Linked DNA regions of Zea mays: all the other regions are linked to region 2. A link is a contact called in public Hi-C data. All regions are on one chromosome and are shown on one strand. The core of a region is the stretch at or near the end of the contact, and the rest is flanking DNA. Distances in the headings are between cores, read along the strand shown.

Region 1 (3,406 bases), core at 325-2,824, 130 kb before region 2:
ACGTGCCCAGCGACCGATCTAGGGATGGCAATGGGTCGGGTTCAGATCAGGTATGGTAAATATCCGCCCGCGACAATACCCGTGGGTATTGCTCATACCCGCCCGCGACTATACCCGCGGGTAGGATTTTGTACCCGTGCCCGTACCCATCGGGTATCGGGCGGGTATCGGATATCCGCGAGTATAATTACACTCCACACAAAAAAAACACATGGTTGACAAATGACAAGGTAGAACAAAAAACAAGACATAATAAATCTGATTACTGTTAGAGAAGCAAGCTATATGAGTACATAGCGTTTACACTTGAACCAAACTTCAAAGTATTCAATTCAACAAAACAACAAGAGACGAACTTGGACTGTTGGGCAATCAACTACTCATGAATTACCAAGAATATCACAAATTACAAACAACTAATAAGAAAGGAATTAGTACGTAATAAAAACCTTTCAACAATTAATATACTAAAGAAGTTCGTCTGACTAGTAAGTAATTGCTGACAGCACCCAACCGCCTAGCTAGACCTAATATATAGCAAGCTAGCAAGATATATGGTAGCCAAGGATAACAGAAATATGTCTCTCTATGACATCAGCAAGCGATTATTTTATGTTCCACTAGTTGATTTTGGGTACCATACACGCTGTATTAATTAAAATAAAAATTTTAACATCGGAGAGAACTTCAAGTAGTAAAAAGATAAAAAATGCATCTGGTTAAAATGAATGGACTTAAGCCCACCGTCATCTCTGTTGTTAGATCTGCCGCATGTACACCATTAGGCCGGTTCTGGTGAATAAAGATGGACCATCGGGTCGATTTCTGGTGAACTCAAAATACATGTATTTTTAATTTCGGATATCCGCCAGGACCCGCGGGTAAAAGATGAAACCCGTACCCGACCCGATTTTATCACGGGTCGGGTACGGGTGAGACCCGCGGGTTAAATTTCATACTCGAACCCGAATCCGACAGGTCGGATATCCGTGGATATCCGAACCCGCGGGTAAAATTGCCATCTCTAAACCGATCTGCTGATCTGCAGCTACTGTAGCTCTATCCGAACTCAACCAGTCGAAACTCGCCACGCTTCCACCGCTTGCGAGCCCTGCCTCCCAAGTCCCACCGTCCCACTCCCACAGTCCCACGCTTGGGGCTTCCAAGGTCCAAACGTGCCCCACTTGTGAACGTTCTCTGCGCTCCGGCGGGTAGCGTATCGTACCTTCACTCCGCGCACAGCGCCTATCGCACCGCCTATCGCACAACAGCGGACCGGGCTCGTGGAATGCAATACAGTTTTCTGCCACCTTCTCGGTCCCGCCGTTTGCGCCCCGCGGCCGCCCGAGAGCGTCTCCTGCACCCGGTCCACAATACCTACACTCTCGACCCCCCGCACGTATCTGCCGACACGCTCTCACGAGTACATCCACCGGGTCTATGTGCGCGCGCTCAGTCGCTCACGCCGTCTGCGTGCCCGAGACAGTTGGGGGCGCAGCGCAGGCGGCAGGCGGCAGACCACCAGGAGGGCCGTTATTTCTGCCGTCCCCCGCCCCGCGGCCCCCGTTGCAAGTCCAACCCGTTCCCCCCCAATTCAGCACCAGCCTTTGCGCATCGCGACAGCGATATCGGGAAGAGGAAACTCGAAAGCCCGGCGAGCGGTATGGCAACCCGCGAGGAGCACGTGGCGGCGCCGGCGCCGGCGGTCGAGGAGACGCCGGAGAAGAAGCAGGCCAGCACAACCGAGCTCCCCGCACCCTCAGGCTGGACGAAGAAGGTTCGCCCTTACTGCCCGCTTGGCCGTCCCCTTTCAATTTCCTCGCACGCTCCTCCCTGCACGCCGTTTGCTTCGGTCCCGAGGGCTGCGGGGGCCTGCTAGCGTTCGGATCCGGGGGGTTCGGGCTCCGTCTCTGCGAATTCCGCTGCTGTTCTCCGTAACCGAGCGGTCGGGGGGCTGTGGCGTCGGGTTCTAGGGTTTCCGAGCTCGATTGAGTCGTGTCGTTCGTGAGGGCGTGCGTTTGTAATTTTGCTTGGTCTTAAGTCCATGCGAGCATGGCTATAAGGTTTAGGAGCTTGATTTGAGCTCGCTGTTCGTGCTCGCGATTGACTTGCAACATCCGAGTCCAACAGCGATGGAGCCTGAAAAAATTAGGACCAAACCGTTACAGTAACAAAATCTCACTAAAAACTCACAGTAGACGAATATAATTGTTTAAAGTAGTTCTATATTGAGACGTCCATGAACAATGAAAATCATGAATACATAATAAGAAATATAAGATTTAACTTTATAGGGAGCTCTATGGGCTCGTGAGCGGTATGGGGCTCGAGCTGCCCCACCGGACCGCGATGTGGGAGTGAGTATTGTGGACTTCACTTTTATAGCTCTCCCTATTGCAACATCCAAGTCATTTCTGTAAACCTATTAGGGCCTACAGTCCGTTGGGTTCAGTTTACCCGGGGATGATACGTTTATCGTATAAGCAAGTTTCGACTTTAGACCTCTCGATAGTGTGTTTTGGCTCTTATTTGGTCCTTGCTAAGCAGTATGGGTGGATCCTAACATGGTTAGCCATCGTTGTGCAATCTATTTTATCTCTTGTCGTGTCTCACCTGCACCTGTGACCCAGTAACACTGAACTTGACTAGACTATACCCAATCAATCATGAGTTCTTATTGTCTTAGCAACATCTTAAAGTTATTTTGGCATCTCCTATCTTGATTTTGGCATATTTGGTTATATTATATGATTTTTGGCTTATTTGGTTATATTGTGCAACTTCATTGAAGTTGTCTTTAGCTGACCTGTGTGGAAGCTTGATGCAGAATTGTTGAGTGCGGTGCAGCTAGCCTACTAAGCATGTTCTTTATTTGATTTTGTATACACTATGAAATGAAACGAAAAATAAGCATAATATGGAGAGTCTAGATCTTTCACTTGGTTTTATAATGTTGATAGTACAGATAAGCTCCTGGGAACATCTGGGCATATTGTTTTCACATTTTATTCCATGAACTGAAATACAAGCCTTTCAAGACCCATTAGGCAGACACTTGACATTAATTGCTTAATAGGGTACTAGCATATGAAGAGTTCAGATAGGCAATGAACATATTTATCACGTTGTTGTAAATGCATCAAATGATTATGACATCCAGCCCACGTTTTCCATTGGATAGTAACAGTTCCTGGCATTTGGTGAGGATTCATTTGTCCTTGCTCATTGATTACATCTTTGGCTCTTGGGACGATTTATTGTTGCGGTAAGTTTCATATGCTTAATTGTCGATTCCTATGTATAAACAAGCGATAATCATGCAGAACTGTTGGCTTTATTTTTGTTTTGTGTAGATCATGGAAATTTCTTCTTTTTGTGTACATGGTTCTTCAAAAATGAGGACTTC
Region 2 (3,466 bases), core at 208-2,707:
AATTATCTTTAGAGCTTGTTTTGGCACGGCTCCTCTCAAGTGCCTTTTTATAGGAGTCGAAGCACTTGAAAAGGAACCACTTCTCACGGTTCATTTTTTTACATCAAATGACTTCGTCTCCTCTAACACAAAATGGCTTCTTCTAAAGTGTTGTATTTCTCATTTGCAGGTCAGAATTGTGCCAAACATGTACTAAAAACCCTTATTTGATAGATATCCTCCATTTAAGGGCTTCTCCACAGGAGCGAAAGCCATTTTTGACTAGCCTTTAAAATAACTCCAATTCCTTCTTTTTTATTGAAAAATAGCTTTAGATAGCTTTTCTTACGTCCCATATTAGCCCATAAGTTGCTGGTGAGAACTGTGCCAAACATGTCCTAAAAGACCTTATTTAATAGAGATCATCCATTTAAGGGCTTCTCCACGGGTAGGGCTGGCAAAAAAACCGTAACCCGTAACCTGAACCCAGAATACCCGAACCCGAAATACCTAAAACCCGAATTTCATTCCGGAATTCCGTGTAGCAACTTGCAAACCCCGAATTTATATCAGTTATTATAATCGGGTACCCGAAATATCCGAACTTTCATGTGTCATGTGCTCATGTCATTCTTAATTATTAATTTATGCATCTATAATTATATGTAAGTATGTATGACCTGTGATTGTAGATTGCTTGTGTTTTTTATGCCCATGTATATTATTATTCAAACTGTATTTTTATATTAATTTAATAAGGTGCATGTGTTTTTATGAAACTAGCCTAACAGTTCGGGTAGTTCGGAAATATCCGAACCCGACCCCAAAATTCTGGGCACCCGATTTTTTTGGGTATTGTAAAACTCGTTGTAATTTCGGGTATCGATTCTCAAAACCCGAAATTTAAAATACCCGAGTTACCCGACCCGAAATTTTCGGGTAACCCGAACGCCCACCTCTATCCATGGGCGAAAGCCATTTTGGATGAGCCTCCAAAATAGCTCCAATTCCTTCTTTTTTATTAAAAATAATTTTAGATAACTTCTCTTACAACCCATCTTGGCCCACAATTTGTAGGTTAGAACCGTGCCGAACATGTCCTAAAAGACCGTATTTGATAGAGATCCTCCATTTAAGGGCTAGGAGTGAAAAACCATTTGGACGAGCCTCAAAAATAGCTCTAATTCCTTCTTCTTTTTATTGGAAAATATCTTTAGATAGCTTCTCTTACATCCCCGTCTTGACCCACAATTTACAGATCAGAACCGTGCCAAACATGTCCTAAAAGACCTTATTTGATAGAGATCCTTCATTTAAGGGCTTCTCCTGGAAGCCATTTTGGATGATCCTCCAAAATAGCTCTAATTCCTTTTTCCTTTTTATTGAAAAATGGCTTTAGATAGCCCGTCTTGGCCCATAGAGACGCTCAAAGGCCCATCGCTCAACCGAAAGTGATGGCCCACCGCTTTCACCTAGTCACCTTTCTCCCTCACACCCACCTCTACCGCTGTCGCTCACGAGCTCTCCGCTCAACAGAAACGGCGGTGGTTACTGGAAGCCAGCTTGGCCGGTTCGGTTGCCACCAACGCGCCCCGCAAAATCTCGTCGCCGACCGCCATGGCAGCCGCCGACGCGTCGCGTACGCTGCTTGCTGCAGTATCTCTCGCCTTAGCTGCCTGCTGCCTCGCGCAGCTGGCGGCGGGGGATACGAACGGCGTCTACGAGCCGTGCAGCGACGGACGGATCCAGCGCGGGGACGGCTTCACCTTCGGGGTCGTCTTCGCGGGATACAACGCCTTCTTTTCCGGCAACACACAGCTCTCCCCCTGCGACCGCCGCCTCAACCTCGCTGCCTCCGGGCAGCTCGCCGTCTTCCGCCCCAAGGTCGATGAGATCTCTCTCCTCACCATCAACACCACCACTGGATTCAACCCAGTAAGCGATCCTGGTCTTCTTGTTTTCTTTGGGGTTCTGCTTTCTTCTTTGGAGTCAATAAGTTTGGGTCGGATCTGAATTCCGGCGGAGCATGCACTCTGTGTTCTTGTGGAAATGTGTAAGTAGGTGGAGGTCAGTTACCACGCCCGAGGTAGGATCGATTAGCATTTATTTATTGTTCTAACAGGAAGTAGAGCTGTTTAGCATGATCCTGGTGCTTTCTGTAGAAACTGTTAATCTGCTTAATGCGACCTTGAAGTAACAGAGTTGGTGAGTTGCTGCTCGGTTGTTTCATTCAATGCAAAATTTTGATCCATTACTCCAGTAGTAGTGAATGGCTAATAGGATCAAAGGATTAGTTTTATGTTGTTGGGAGATCGTGTTGTATTTGGTGTAACTTGTAGATATCGTAGTGCATGGTCCTGATCTTAGAAGTATTCAATGAATTGCATTATATCAATATGCTTAGCATCGTCTGTAACTTGTGATTTGATTTTGTTTAAGATCTTTTTGGCATAAAATGGAAGGTACACTGCCATTCATTAAGTAGCAAGAAATAATCTATTTCAGGAAGTCTTGTACAATGAGGTCCAAAGTAAGCGACTCTTATTGTGAAACAACAAATGCTAAGAAAAGTAAAAACCAGGTAAAAGAGTGAAACCCCGAAATAATGAAGTAACATGTGATATTGAACTGAAACCAAACTCCCTCTTTCTTTATCTGGTGAAAATTCTTTATCTGCTCCTAGTTTTACAAGAACTCGTTTTACTTGTATGGTGAGAAAATATAAGCACAAGATACTTTAAGTGTTATAAATAAATGCGACACAAATAGGATCAATCACAGAGTAGACACGGATTTAACGTGGAAAACCCCTCCAAAGTGAAGGGGAAAAAAAAAACCACGGGCGCCGGCCGGCAACTTCTCACTATTTTTGGGTGGTTACAGATCGCAGGAGATTTACAAATAGAGATGGATATCTCCTGCGGCTTACAAAGATATTTATAGAGGTGAAACCCTAAAACGATCCGTACCGGCGACGGGCCTCCGCTTCGCTCGCCAACTTGGCCGCCTTCTTCAGAATTTGGATCACAAACTCAACATTAAGACTTTAATGAGTCTTAACCTTTTGCACCTGAGATCCATTTTCAGCATGCATAGATCCTTGGAGAAACCGAGTGTGTTTTAAAAATTTCTGTTTGCTCTTCAATCTCCATAGTTTTCCAAGGATAAATGCAAGTGCTGTGAGTGTGAAAGCATTACATTTCAAAATTTAAAATCAGGAGTCTATCTGTCTATGCTTGTTAGTTCAACACAGTCTGCCCCAAAATAAGAAAATAGTGAATCTAGGCTATTGATGCATCTAATTTGCTAGGATTTATAGTTGTATATCAAATCATCTGTGCAATTGGGAGATCAGATATATCCTAAAATGCCTTTGTGCCAGTTAAGCTCTTCTGTGCAAAAAGGAGGTCCACTAAGTTTCAAGATCCTGATACTTACTTTGTGTACAGGATTCTAAAATTAGTTTCCCTGTGTTTATCATAAGGAA
Region 3 (3,333 bases), core at 64-2,563, 230 kb before region 2:
GCACACAACAACTTCAATTGTAAGTGATTCAGCTCCTGCTGTTGAAAATATATAGAGTTGATGACTTCATGTTGCATTAAAACTTTAAGCCAAATGGTAGACAACTGATGAAGCTTGTCAGAGAACAAATAGTTTGAAGAATTCAGTTTTCAGTTCTGCGGTAAATGTTTTCACATTCAGGTACCATGGTATACAAGAAAGCATGTACTACGTTTTGTTCAGCTGCTACAACAAACAGGATCCCAAATTATCAGAAATGAAAATATATATGGTAATACTAGAACTATGTGGAAAGTGGGTTACAACACAGTTAGACATTAAATCAATAATGATCAGTCAAGATTCACCATGACTAGACAGCTCTTCTGCATTTAGCAATCTTATATCTATGTTACTGGATCCAGAGTCAAGCACTATGCATTTTAAGTATGCTTCAGCCACGCCAACTTCACAGATTCTACCAATACAATTCCAGCAACGGGGTGACATTTTAGTATCCATATAAGAAGAATGAACACTGTGAGAGCACACTTCACTCACTGCACCAACAATCTACATGCCAGCTAAAATCAATAAGAAGATATTCATTTATTGTGAATTACGAACGTAGTACCATTCTTCCATGAGCTTGGCCTTCTCCGAGAGTGGGATGTCGGGGCAGATCTCGATGGGGTGGTAGTGCTGATACAACGCTTCTCTCTTGGCGTCGTACTCCTCGTTCCCTTGCCTAAGCAGTCCATGGCTACCTAGCATCCACACAGAGACACAAATAAACCTCTCGATACATCCAAAACCTTAAATACTAGGACCTCCAAAACTTGTGTAGCAGAAGCGAAAACGTACTCTGCCCGCGGGCGCCGTCGTACCAGTACCGCGTGAGCGTGCCATCGAAGTCGGCGATAACCTGAGCAAATGGCAATCCTAGTTAGGATTCCCGGACCCCGGATTCCACGTACCAAGGAAGCCAAAAGTCAAACGATATTTAAGAACGGAAGGGGTGCCTGCCTGGAGTTTGGTGGGTCCGGCGGCACGGATGTCTGCGATTTTGCGGGCAAGAGTAGTGGGGTCGGCGACGACGGAGTGGGGGGCGGTGTTGGAAGCGGAGGACATGGCAGCGGGGAGGAGGAGCGGGAGGCGGTCGCGGGAAGTACAAGTAGGTGCCCGCCCGGTGGTAGGGTTCCGGCGGCGAGGGGCGCGCGAGAGGTGGAGGAGGCGGAGGAGAAGAGGGAACGGGGACGGTGAGAGCAGGGGCGGGTTCGTCATGGGCCGCATTTCTGAATGGTGGGCCGGAGTTCGGTCGGTGGACCCAGTCATTTAGGCCCTGGCAAGATTGTCGTTTTACGGGTTTGGACAGCAGCCCAAATGATTCTTGCAAGGTTCATTTGCAGAAAAAGTGATGCAGTTTGAAGAAAAAGACACGTTATAACAGCCCGATTGGCGGCTGAAGTCCTATGTTCGATTTTTCAGGAATGTTGTAGAATTTAACTGTTTTACGCTTTTATTAACGGAGGAGGTTCTTATTGATAGCAAAGCTTTCCAGCTGACTAAGGCATGTTAGACTTTTTAGTTCGCTGCCTAATTTGTCACACTTTATTTAATTTTTCTATCTAAGGTTATTTCTCCAATTCGAGCGATTAATATTAGGCAAAGTGTAACGCGGTTAGCTACGAACCAAACATGTCTTTAAGAAGAGCTAAATAAATTGTCAAATAGCTCAACTCCTAAATTATTAACTGGGTTAACTCCATGAAGTTTATGTAGTTGTAGTTTAAATTTGGGGTGGTTCCCTCTACCATTGGAAAATATACCCATTCTTTGTGTATCACTAGCCCCACATGTTATACACACACAAAAAATACCAATATGCCACTTAATGGCACACAAGGAATAAATATAAAATCCGATAGCATACAGAATGATTTTTTTTAAAAAATCATAGTACATTTTTGCTATTTCGAAATCTCTTATGACCAATCTAGATATGGAGTTGAATAATTTATCACTAGTGTCTGTGGTAACAAAAATAATGTTTTGCTTTTGTCCCTCCCCTAAGCAAAACCTTCCTTCGTGTGTGTTTCCTTAATTTCCAATACCTTGGTATTGGTCGTCGCCGCCACGAGCAGGGTGAAGGACGCCTCAGAAGTGGAGGGCGGCTAGGCCCCTATCTTTGAAAGGGAAATATGCTCTTGGGCCATTTCTATAAGTATTTTGGGTCCGAGTTCAAGAATCTACAAGTTGAAGAATTTATTGAGGAGGAAGGCATCAAGCACGAGTTCTCAGCTCCCTACACACCACAGCAAAACGGTGTGGTAGAGAGGAAGAACAGGACGTTTATCGATATGGCGAGAACGATGCTTGGAGAGTTCAAGACACCCGAGCAGTTTTGGTCAGAAGCTGTGAACACAACCTTCCATGCCATAAAACGGCTCTATCTGCATCGCCTCCTCAAGAAGACCTCCTACGAACTCCTTACCGGTAACAAACCCAATGTCTCTTACTTTCGTGTATTTGGGAGCAAATGCTACATTCTGGTGAAGTAGACATTCTAAATTTGCTCCCAAGGCTGTAGAAGGGTTTTTACTAGGGTATGACTCAAATACAAAGGCGTATAGGGTCTTCAACAAATCATCAGGATTAGTTGAAGTCTCTAGCGACGTTGTATTTGATGAGACTAATGGCTCTCCAAGAGAGCAAGTTGATCTTGATGATATAGACGAAGATGAAGTTCCAACGGTCGCAATGCGCATGATGGCGATAGGTGATGTGCGACCACAGGAACTACAGGAACAAGATCAGCCTTCTTCCTCGACGCTGGTGCATCCCCCAACTCAAGATGATGGATAGGTACCTCAAGAAGAGGAGCATGATCAAGGGGAGCACAAGAAGAACATGTTATGGAGGAAGAAGCACCACGGGTCCCTCCAAATCAAGTCCGAGCGACGATCCAAAGAAATCACCCCGTGGATCAAATTCTGGGTGATATCAGCAAGGGAGTAATGACTCGCTCACGTTTAACTAATTTTTGTGAGCATTACTCGTTTGTCTCTTCTATTGAGCCTTTCAGGGTAGAAGAGGCCTTGTAGGATCCGGACTGGGTGTTGGCCATGCAGGAAGAGCTCAACAACTTCAAAAGAAATGAAGTCTGGAGTCTGGTGCCACGTCCAAAGCAAAACATTGTGGGCACCAAGTGGGTGTTCCGCAACAAGCAAGACGAGCACGGGGTGGTGACGAGAAACAAGGCTCGACTTGTGGCAAAAGGTTATGCCCAAGTCACAGGTTTGGATTTCGGGGAGACTTTTGCTCCTGTTGCAAGGTTAGAGTCAATTTGAATAC

The links. Hi-C and Micro-C count contacts between places; a contact is called where the count stands out from the background.
Region 1: a Hi-C map of tassel shows a contact between it and region 2, with 2.5 times the contacts expected there. The contact joins the promoter of mbd109 here to the promoter of LOC100281966 in region 2. A contact is called at or near these places in 4 of 25 Hi-C or Micro-C datasets (leaf and tassel).
Region 3: a contact with region 2 is called in a Hi-C map of ear, with 2.0 times the contacts expected there. The contact joins the promoter of LOC100284093 here to the promoter of LOC100281966 in region 2. A contact is called at or near these places in 2 of 25 Hi-C or Micro-C datasets (ear and leaf).

Annotation. Positions count from the first base shown.
Region 1 is chr5:17,037,057-17,040,462 of Zm-B73-REFERENCE-NAM-5.0, forward strand. mbd109 (methyl binding domain 109) reads left to right here and starts at 1,575. Exons shown (of 3, transcript NM_001112051.1): 1 at 1,575-1,777. The coding sequence starts at 1,664.
Region 2 is chr5:17,167,149-17,170,614 of Zm-B73-REFERENCE-NAM-5.0, forward strand. LOC100281966 (expp1 protein) reads left to right here and starts at 1,458. Exons shown (of 3, transcript NM_001154883.2): 1 at 1,458-1,914. The coding sequence starts at 1,597.
Region 3 is chr5:16,933,686-16,937,018 of Zm-B73-REFERENCE-NAM-5.0, forward strand. It overlaps LOC100284093, which reads right to left and starts at 1,314. Exons shown (of 9, transcript NM_001156991.2): 1 at 1,006-1,314; 2 at 844-904; 3 at 614-746. The coding sequence starts at 1,272.